Regions from separate parts of the Sus scrofa genome. Here region 1 is linked to region 2. The links are chromatin contacts, called in public HiChIP or PLAC-seq maps. All regions are on one chromosome and are shown on one strand. Each heading gives the region's core, a stretch centred on a gene start, on an enhancer-like site or on the middle of the called end of the contact. The rest is flanking DNA. Distances are from core to core; before and after follow the strand shown. Region 1 holds the start of ACOT8 (acyl-coenzyme A thioesterase 8). Region 2 holds the start of DNTTIP1 (deoxynucleotidyltransferase terminal-interacting protein 1).

Region 1 (5,199 bases), core at 1,539-4,038, 60 kb before region 2:
AGAAAAATGTTAAGTAAATTGTAGTTCAGGATATATGGTGATGAGAGGATCGTATATAAAATACCTGAGGAGTTCCCATTGTGGCGCAGTGGTTAGCGAATCCAACTAGGAACCATGAGGTTGCGGGTTCGATCCCTGGCTTTGCTCAGTGGGTTAAGGATCCAGCGTTGCCAAGTGAGCTGTGGTGTAGGTTGCAGACGCAGCTCGGATCCTACGTTGCTGTGGCTGTGGTGTAAGCCGGTGGCTATAGCTCCGATTAGATCCCTAGCCTGGGAACCTCCATATGCTGTGGGAGTGGCCCTATAAAAAGGCAAAAAGACAAAAAATAAAAAAAATAATAAAAAATAAATAAATAAAATACCTGACATTTTGAGGAAAAGTGAGCTAAGATAAGTGGATGGGCTAGATTATTCTAACTAGTAGATATGGTTAAGTGCAGGACCAGGAAGCTGTAGTTTGGGAGGGGGGCTGAATGTGGTGTAGACCCAGTGTGGATGGAGCACACAGTGCAAGATGGAGAGGTCAGAAGGGTCAGAGGTCAGAAAGGTCAGATGATCTGGCAAGCCAGGTCCTGGACTTAAACTTGAGGGCAGCAGGAGGCTCCTGTACTCTATCTGGCTTAGAGTGTAAGCAGCTTGAGAGCAGGGCATTTTTTGATTCTTTCACTGCTTAGAAGATGCTACCAGCATAAATTAAAGTCCAAACACTTCACAATGGTACCCAAAGACTTTTTTTTTTCTTTTTCCTTTTGGCTACACCTGCAGCATGCAGAAGTTCCTGGGCTAGGGAGCAAACTCGAGCCACAGTAGTGACAACACTGGATCCTCTACCTGATGAGCTACCAGGGAACTCTCTAAAGACCATTTAGGTAACATGCAAGTGACATGATCTCCTGTAAGCATGGCATGCCACACTATCTCAGACATGCTACTTCTTTCACCTATTTGTGCCTTTGCTCCACAGCTCCTTCTGGTCAAGTGATCCTCCTGTGTTACTCGGTAACTAACCATTCGACTTCTACACTAGCCCTTTGCATTCATCCACAGCCCAGCAGAAACCATTACTTCCAGTGTGAAGCCGTTTCCCTCTTCCCAGGCACTTGTCACTTCTTCCTCTGCACACTGCTTTTAAAGCGTTTATCACATACTAGTCAGGTTACCCGAATCGCTATGCCATCTCAAGCTCTTTGACAGCAGGTTTCGTTACTGGCTCCTCTACATTGTCTGTACGAGCAGAACCCTGGACCTCAGACTGGGGAAAAAAACACAGCCTGCTCCCTAGATAGGGAACTTTGACCAAATGTCTCAACCCAGAAGTCTCAAACTCAGATATAGTTTGATTCTCAGAGTTGGCCCACATAGGGTGTGTTCAAATTTGAATTTTCAATTTTTAAAAAGTGGACAAACTCACGGAAAGCCTGGATTTCTGACTCCATTTGCCCTAAATCTAGGAACACTGGCTCATTTTCACATGGCAACCATCAGCTGAAGTTGATCAAACAGGGCCTGTGCTCCATTTTGCCCAATTCACACGTCTGTTCTCCCTAGCACAAAGACCTGGTTTTGGTTGTTCTTTCCTCATTGTTTTTCTTATGGTTAAATTAAAAGTTAAACTTTCTTACACTAGGCTGTTTCACCTGAGTCCTGAAGGCAATTGAGTGTTCAACCATTAGCTTAGCCTCCAAGTCTGTTTTCTTATCTGCCAAATAGAAAAATAACCTTTGCCTATAATTTTCAGTACAGCTCTGCAGGGTAACACGGATACCAAACAGAGAATGCTGCTTGGACCATGGGAAAGTGTTTGAAAAACACAATTTTTTAAACCTCAGGAGCTCAAGAACCATTTACAGAATGAATGAATCAATGAATGATGAATGAATGAACAAACAAACGAACCAACAATTGATCAGTATTACTGCTTTGTAAAGAGAAGACTGATGAAGAAAACTCTGGCCACGGCGTTTTTATCCATTTGTGAAAGCCATACTTTGTGTCTGGGATACGGCAGGTGCTTGAAAAATGGGACAAACTGCCGTCACTATGAATTCCAGAAAAGCTGTGCATGAAGGAGTGAGTGAAGGTGAAGTGGGCAAGAGTTACGCCTGTGAAGGTTTAGCACTTTTCACCAGGCACACAGCAGGTGCTCAATGAGTGCCTGTGGAATGCTCAGAGACAGGGGCCCAGCTGCACTCCCTCCTCCAAGCCGCCCTCCAGAGGGCCATCCGGCCTCCTCCCCACCCTCCTGCCCCGCCCTTACAGGATGTCCTCGCGGATGGAGGTGCCATGGTTGAGGTTGTGGAAGCGGACGGAGACGCAGTCCCTGAGAATGAAGGAGCACCTGTTCTCCTTTTTGTAGGCGCTGAAGCACTCCTTGAAGTCCTCGTAGGTCTTGAAGCAGCTGCCTAGCTCCATGGCCGCCCCCTCAGCCCACAACAGGGGCTGGCCCCAAGATCCACACCAGGGGTCAGAGGTCACACTGTGAGGTTTCTACAGACTGGAGTGGGCCCAGGAGGCCTTAAGGGTCGGCCCGGGTCGGGTGGCCTGTTACGGAGCTCAGGAGAAGCCCTCAGCTCGGGAGGACCTAGGTGCACTGGGGGGCGTCTTTGCTACTGACAGAAGGGAAATGACACTCAGCCCTTATTATCCATTCTCGGGGCTCCGCCCCATCACTGACACATCCAATCAGCACCAGCCTCTCAGACTGGCACTCACTTTTTCCAATCGCTAGAGAGTAGATGGGCTGGCTCAACGGAAAACCGACAGGGGCATTGACCAATCATAACCTGCATCCCGCTTTCCCAGGGCCGGCCGGATACTTCCGGTTATTTAGCTTTTTGCCGGAGGCTGCGCATTTTACCTAATCTCCGTGTGAGCAGCTCGGGGCAGAGTCCTTGGCGAGCTGTAACTGAACTACATGTCGTCCACGGAGCCTCCCGAGGACAGACAGAGCGGCGACGATCCACCCGGGGACCTCCGCAGTGTCCTGGTCACCAGCGTGCTCAATCTCGAGCTCTTGGACCAGGACCTCTTCAGGTAGTTGGCCGCATCTGGTACCCCCCGCAACCCGCCCGAGACACAGTGGGACAGGGGCTCCTGATATTGACTGCTGCTACCCCGTCGCCCCTGTCCGTAGCCCCCGGGATGAGAATTGACTCTGCGTAGGATGCCTCTGCGCCGATTGGGAGGGAACTTGTGCCTGACAAAGCTGCCCAGGTTTCCTCCTCTGCACAAGGGGTCAGTGCAGCCTCACGGAGGTCCTCTCAATCTGAACAAAAACAGTGGTGACCCAAGATGTCCTTCTCAGCAGCCTCCCTTGAGGAGTCATATCCCAGGGGGAGCCAGCCCAGAAAGGACAGTGATTTGTCCAAGGACGCAAACTTATCTGCAGCTCCTACGGGGAAATTCACTTATTTGCTCTTCCCTACCCCATCCCCACCACCACTAGGTGGGGTCTAATAGCTATTCATTCTGAGGCCTGAGCCAGTTTCCTTCCTGATGCCACTTTAATTCTTGACTGTAGTGGAGGGTTTAACAGCTTAGGCTTCCAAGGCTCTTCTTGGCTGATTGGAAACTATTTTAGGCATTAACTTAATTTCCCCCATTTTAACAAATTACAAGTAACTCTGGAGAACTGTTTGCTATGCATTATGTGAACATCTTGAGCTGGGATGTGAGAAGTTGGAAACCTAAATTCTTTTTTTTTTTGGTCTTTTTAGGGCCGCACCCGTGGCATATGAAGGTTCCCAGGCTAGGGGTTGAATCGGAGCTGTAGTCACTTGCCTATGCCACAAGGCCAGATTCGAGCCATGTCTGTGATCTACACTACAGCTCATGGCGCCAGATCCTTAACCCGCTGAGTGAGGCCAGGGATCGAACCTGTGTCCTCATGGATGCTAGTCAGATTCCTTTCCGCTGAGCCATGACGGATGCTCCATGGAGACCTAAATTCTTGAGCTGCCACTGGGCACAGGCACAGGACAAGACTTGCCTCTAGGGCCTCAATTTCCACATCTGTACACTGAAGGGGTCAAATTTGAAGTCTGAGGGCCCTTCAATCTCTAAATCAAGTTCTTCGAAGAACTAGGCTATAAAGTTGAGGGGTGTGAGTGGCAGACCTTAATACAGTCCACTCCCAGCTTTGGGGGTTCGTCTTTGTTTACTTAAGGCCTTGAGAGGCTTACCCCTTACGCTGGTATGGGAAGAAGACATGGGGTCAAAAGACCCAGATACTTCTCAGGATGGAAGTGTTTGAGCTGTGTGACCTTGCTCGAGTCAGTTTCTCTCTTATGCTCCCTGTTCTTGTAGTGTAAAATATGGGAATTGCTTCATTAGCCTTAACTGAAGTCCATGGACGTTTTGGGCATCCTAAGGCCTTGAAGTTTTAGGTAGAGAGATGTCAGGATATTTGCCTGGGGAAAGGATCTATGGCTTTTAGCAGATGCTCAAAGGGTCCCAAACCCCAATCAGGTTAAGAGATCTTTCACTAGAGGCTCATCAAAGGTTTTTGGGATTTGGCCTAGCCCCCAAGTCTTTCCTGCTTTTCCCCTCTCCCCACAGAGGAAGGCATTACTGGGTACCCTCAACCCAGCGGCTGTTTGGGGGTCAGATTGTAGGCCAGGCCCTGGTGGCTGCAGCCAAGTCTGTGAGCGAAGATGTTCACGTGCACTCCCTGCACTGCTACTTTGTTCGGACAGGTAAACCACCCCCTCCCTACCCCACCCCAGCTCTGGTGGCCCAAGCAGCCACTTCCCCGCCTTGGGGAGGAAGAGGGAGAGAGGTGGAGGGTGGGGGGAAGGGAGTGGGATGCTCTAGGGAGCCTAGAGAGGAACAAGGCCTGAGGCCAGGAAGAGCCTTAGACCCCATACCTGCTGAGATGCTGTGTACTTGTTTTCTGGCCCATGGTGGCACAAGACTCGGCAGCTTCACTGTTGCCAGGGGGTTTTTTGTTCTTTATTCTTTACACACCTGGGGTCAGCCCTGTGCTGAATTCTTGGAGGATTCTGTAACCTCTGCTGGGCGTTTGGAGGCTGGCAGCTTAACTTGGAGAAGAGAGCACCAGCCTGGGAATCAAAGAGACTTTGGGTCTGGTTTGAGCTTTGCCAGGTGACCTTGAGTGAGATAACTACCTCCCCAATCCCTCCTTCATCCCACCTAAAAAATGGAGGAGGGGCAGACCAAGCAAGATCTCTATAGCTGCTTA
Region 2 (5,235 bases), core at 1,646-4,145:
GGCGCATTTCCTGAGTTGTTTTACAGAAGCTAAAACCACAAAACCACCACCAAGTGGAAGAAACGAACTACTTGATGGTCATGACACTTGGCCCTCTGGCCTCCTGAAGCCTAAGGATTGATGACGGTGAACCCCTGTGACACAGCCCTGTTACCTCACCATCAACCAATCAGAGAATTGTGCACAAGCTGATCACCAACCCTGGGAAGTTTCTCCCTCACCCGGCTTTTTTTTTTTTTTTTTTTTTTTTTTTGTCTTTTGTCTTTTTTGTTGTTGTTGTTATTGTTGCTATTTCTTGGGCCGCTCCCGCGGCATATGGAGGTTCCCAGGCTAGGGGTTGAATCGGAGCTGTAGCCACCGGCCTACACCAGAGCCACAGCAACGCGGGATCCGAGCCGCATCTGCAACCTACACCACAGCTCACGGCAACGCCGGATCGTTAACCCACTGAGCAAGGGCAGGGATCGAACCCGCAACCTCATGGTTCCTAGTCGGATTAGTTAACCACTGCGCCACGACGGGAACTCCCTTTTTTTTTTTTTTTTTTTTTTTGTCTTTTGTCTTTTTTGTTGTTGTTGTTATTGTTGCTATTTCTTTGGTCTCACCCGGCTTTTAAAAGTGCTTTGCAGTGGAGTTTCCGTTGTGGCTAAGTGGGTTAAGAACCCGACTAGTATCCATGAGGATGTGGGTTCCATTCCTGGCTTTGCTCATCAGTTTAAAGATCCAGCACTGCCGTGAGCTGTAGCATATAGCTCAGCAGTTGCTGCTCTGATTTGACCCCTAGCCTGGAAACTTGCATATGCTGCAGGTGTGGCCCTAAAAAGAAAAAAAAAGCTCTGCACTGTTTTGAGTACTAGCTGTCCCCGAACTCCTTGCTTAGTGACCTGAGAGAAAAGCTGCACTTTCCTTCACCACAACCTGGTGTCAGTAGATTTGGCTTTACTGCATGCGGGTGGGTGGACTCAAATTTGGTTCGGTAACAAAAAGAGGTATTCAAATTACCCCCAAAGAGGAAACATGTTCTTGGGGGTTCAGAATTGGAACATTTTAGATATCTGCATGTACCAGAAAGAGCCAGGGAGATTGGCCTGCAGGAAAGGAACGGCCCTTGAGTCTTCACTCCTATTACTTTGTGTCCTTCTCACCTTCATGTACTTGTTGAAGACAGTCTGGATCTCCTCATTGATACTAGGCTGCAGAACAGCTCGGAGGAGATCCATGGAGATGGCAGGATCTGTGAAGCTGCATTCAGGAGGGAGACACAGTCAGGAGGCATGTCCCAAACACATCCTTTGCTAGTCTACCCAGCCAATTAGTTGCACAAGATCCTTTAACAACAGTAAGAGATAATTTTACTGAAAACTAGCTATGTGCCCAGGTTCTGGGCAAACCACAGAGATGCAGAACTTTATTTCATTCTCAAAACACTATGAAGTAGGCATTTAAAAGTGTTCTATAGAGTATAATACGAACACAGAGAAGTTCCTATTGTGGCTCAGCGGTAATGAACTCAACTGGTGTCCATGAGGATGCGGGTTAGATCCCTGGCCTCGCTCAGTGGGGTTAAGGATCTGGCGTTGCCACGAGCTGTGGTGTAGGTTGCAGACGTGGCTTGGATCTGGTGTTGCTGTGGCTGTGGCGTAGCATGGGAACTTCCATATGCTACAGGTGCGGCCCTTAAAAAAAAAATACAGAAAAAGTCTATACGCTTTGTTTTAGTGAACAGGTGAAGAAATATATATATATATATATATAGCCAGCATCCCAAAGACTCATCCTGTGCTCTCTCCCCTACTCTGAGATGGAAACTATTAGCCCCACATTTTTCCTAACTTCCATGCTATTCTGCCTCCTGGAGCCTTCAAACACAGAACCAGTGAATGTGAGGGATCCTGGGCATTGCTTAATCAACCTGCCTCCCTCCTGTGCACAAGTTCAGAGGAGGAAGTGACTTGTTTAAGGTCACACATATAGTTACAGAACCTGAATCTCCTCTTTCTACTGGTCAATGATCTCTTCTCAGCTTGGTCCAGTGGGGAACCAAAAGCGGCCTTCCAAGCCACAGCCTGGAAGGGAAGTCCCACCCAGGGTCAGCCTTACCTTGTTGTCATCTGTGAGCGGCGGCCCCTTCGCTGCACCTGCCGGTGCTTTATCATTATGTTCCAAGGGTTCTGTGGGGGACCAAGGGAGCAGAGGTCACCGAGGTCGGTGACACTGGGGTGGAGGTGGAGGGTGGGTGTTAAGTTAAACCTAGACATCCCCGCTTCTCAGGCGCTTTCATCGCGGCTCCCACCTTGGGGGAGGGGGAAGGGCAGTGGTTGGAAAGCCCGGCTAGGGAAGAGGAACCGAGGAAAAGTCCCAACCGCACTTTTCCAGGAACGTCTGGAGTAAGGGAACTAGTGTTTACCGAGAGCCCACTCTGTGCCTGATGATATGCGAGGCGCTTTATCCTCATTTATGTCCCTCCCCACAACTTTACAAGGCACCTTTCCTTTCGAGAAGAGGAAACTGCAGCTCAGGGGCTTGACAGGGCCGGCCCACGTCACCTAGCTAGGAGGGCAGCACCAGAATTTGAATGAAGCCCGGTCGTCGGACAGCGACAGGGCCAACTCCCTCAGCAGCCCCAGCCGCCGCGTTCTCTCGCCCGCGGGCAAGGGTCCCGGGAGCCCGAGGCCCTGCCCGGCCCGAGCCCAGGCCCCGCCGGGGCCTCCCCGATGGCGCCCTCACCGTGAGAACCAGCTGCCCCGCTGCGCCCGCGTCTCCCAGCTCGGGGCCGCCCCGCTCTGCCCCGCCGGGTCCCCGCGGCTGCTCGGCGTCGCCAGTGGCCCCCATGGCGCCCCCGGCCCCCACAACTCCAGCCCAACTCTGCCACCGGCCGGAAAGTGGCCCCGTGACGTCATTGGAGCGCGCCGCCCACCGCCCCGGAAGCGGGACGCGGCGAGCGGCGGGGTTACCAGGGGAACCGAACCGCTGCGTCTCCTCAGGTACCCGACGCTCAGGGGCAGTTTGGGTGGCTGGGCTTCCTCCAGGGAGCGGCCGCGCCTCGGATGTGCACTTCAGTCAAGGATCGTTCTGTGGCCGGTCCAAGGCCCTTGGAGAAGTGCGAGGCAGGAGGAGGGGAGAAGGTTTCCACCGGCTGGGGTTAAGGAGCGGAGGGGAACGTTTGGTATCGTTGCACCAGCAGTTGTCTTCGAAAACTAGATTTTAATATGCCCGGGACACAGCTGGAATTGAATGGGCCTAATGCGAGGACCCCGAAACCCAACAAGAGGGAGGGGGTCTGGCTCTCACCTCAACACCCACCATTCTCTCCCAGGGGTTGCCTCTTGGCGTCTGAGGGCATCTGAAGGAAGATTCTGGGCTCCTCTCCCCAGACGGGTGATTCTAGGATGAGCTGGGCATGCAGGGGTTTAACAGCTGTGGAGTTCCCCAGAGCCTTAGCTCTGCATTAGACGTAAGAAGTCCCTGAATAGAATTGGATCTACTTATGAATGAGTTACTTTTATCAGGTCATAATGTGGGGTAGTAGGAAGTGTATGAATTTTTTTGTTTTTTTGTTTTTGCTTTTATTTTGTTGTCTTGGCCCATGCCGGTGGCAGGCAGGAGTTCTTGGGCCCTTGCCACAGCAGTGACAATGCCTGGTCCTTAACCCACTGAGCCACCAGGGAACTCTGAAAGTGTAAGTTCTGCAATTAGAAAGATCTGAATTTAAATCCACTATAATATGATTAAGAACACTGACTATGGAATTGGACTGTTTCCTTTGTCCTACCACTTATTAGCTGTGACCCACATCTACTTCTGGGCCTCAGTTTCCCCATTGGTAGGTCACTCATAGGGTTGCAGTGAGGATGAAGTGTATTAATTCATGTAAAGTATTTGGAACTGTGACACTAGTAAACCCTCAAACAATGCTGTCATTACTACTATCAAATTCTAGCAACCGCCACTTAACTTAATGACCTTGGGCAATTTTGCCTCTAAACTAGTTTTCTTACGTTTATAAGATGATTGTGAGGAGGAGTTCCATGGTGGTTCAGTGGGTTAAGGATCTGGCATTGCCATTGCCGCAGTTCTGGTTACCGCTGTGGTGCAGGTTCCATTCCTAGCCCAGGAACTTCCCCCATGCCATGGGTGTGGCCAAAAAAAAAAAAATTGTGAGAAATAAATAAGGTATATAAAGCACATATTGGATCATCAACAAATATCAATCATCTCCTTGCTCCAGTATCAGCCTTTTTTTTTTTTTTTTTTTGCTTTTTAGGGCCGAACCCATGACATTTGGAGGTTCTCAAGTTAGGGGTCGAATTGGAGCTGTTGCCGCTGGCCTACACCACAGCCACAGCAATGCCAGATCTGAGCCTTGTTTGTGACCTACACCACAGTTCACAGCAACGCCAGATCCTTAAGCCACTGAGCGATGCCAGGGATCAAACCTGCATCCTCATGGATGCTAGTCAGATTCATTTCCACTGAGCCACGATGGGAACTCCTCCAGTATCGATCTTAAAACAATAAGGCAACTTCCTGGCACCAAACTCTTTGGCCCTGTTGAGGTTTTTGCCTTGAGCCTTGAATGTTCCCTGCTCTTTAACTTTATGGGGCTAAGCAATGCCAGTGGACATTGTTAGGTATCATGGCTGACCAAAGTCATAAGCAGGATAGATAAGGAAAGGGAGTATAAATGGTCGAGACTACTATTTGAGTCATAGCAGCTGTTCTCTTGGTCATACAGTCCATGAATGGCTTGTGTGAGTTAGAGGGACCAAGATGTAGGTTTTCAGTGCCTTTGTATTAGTTTGGAACAAACTCAAATACTGCTTTTCTGTAGTTTTTGGATAGTTTCTTTTTTCTTTTTTTTTTAAGATTACAAAAATTTGTTTAATCAGACATTTCCACTTTGGGACTTTGATAAATGGATGGTTTCTAAGTAGTCCATTCCATTCTCTGTTTTCTAGGTTGCTAGTTTGGACAGGAGCCATGATGCATTTTATTAGCTTTGGTTATTTTCTTTAGTCGTGTCTCTAGTCCTTTCCTCTGTCATTTCAGCTATAGCTGTGTCCCTCCAGAACCCTTTAGGGTCCTCTTTGATCCTTTATCCAATGGGTATCCCTCCATTTCCCTAGCTGTCTGTCCACTGATTCCTCATTGTTGTCCAGGGGTGTTGTGTACATTGCAGAGTTCCCATCACATGTGTCTGTGGGTAGTGCCAGGAACTTTCCCACACGCTGGAAA

The links. HiChIP or PLAC-seq counts read pairs in DNA pulled down with a chosen protein or histone mark.
Region 1: an H3K27ac HiChIP or PLAC-seq map of skeletal muscle shows a contact between it and region 2. The contact joins the promoter of ACOT8 here to the promoter of DNTTIP1 in region 2. A contact is called at or near these places in 2 of 5 promoter capture datasets (fetal liver and liver), 23 of 47 Hi-C or Micro-C datasets (alveolar macrophages, blood, embryonic fibroblasts and 13 more) and 2 of 2 datasets of contacts at active chromatin or transcription factors (alveolar macrophages and skeletal muscle).

Annotation. Positions count from the first base shown.
Region 1 is chr17:48,051,924-48,057,122 of Sscrofa11.1, reverse strand. ACOT8 (acyl-coenzyme A thioesterase 8) reads left to right here and starts at 2,788. Exons shown (of 6, transcript XM_001928889.4): 1 at 2,788-3,032; 2 at 4,557-4,693. The coding sequence starts at 2,914. ZSWIM3 (zinc finger SWIM domain-containing protein 3) reads right to left here and starts at 2,644. Exons shown (of 2, transcript XM_013985404.2): 1 at 2,257-2,644. The coding sequence starts at 2,411.
Region 2 is chr17:47,992,318-47,997,552 of Sscrofa11.1, reverse strand. It overlaps DNTTIP1 (deoxynucleotidyltransferase terminal-interacting protein 1), which reads right to left and starts at 2,895. Exons shown (of 13, transcript XM_001928813.6): 1 at 2,728-2,895; 2 at 2,101-2,171; 3 at 1,146-1,242. The coding sequence starts at 2,832. WFDC3 (WAP four-disulfide core domain protein 3) reads left to right here and starts at 2,809. Exons shown (of 3, transcript XM_013985426.2): 1 at 2,809-2,984. The coding sequence starts at 2,831.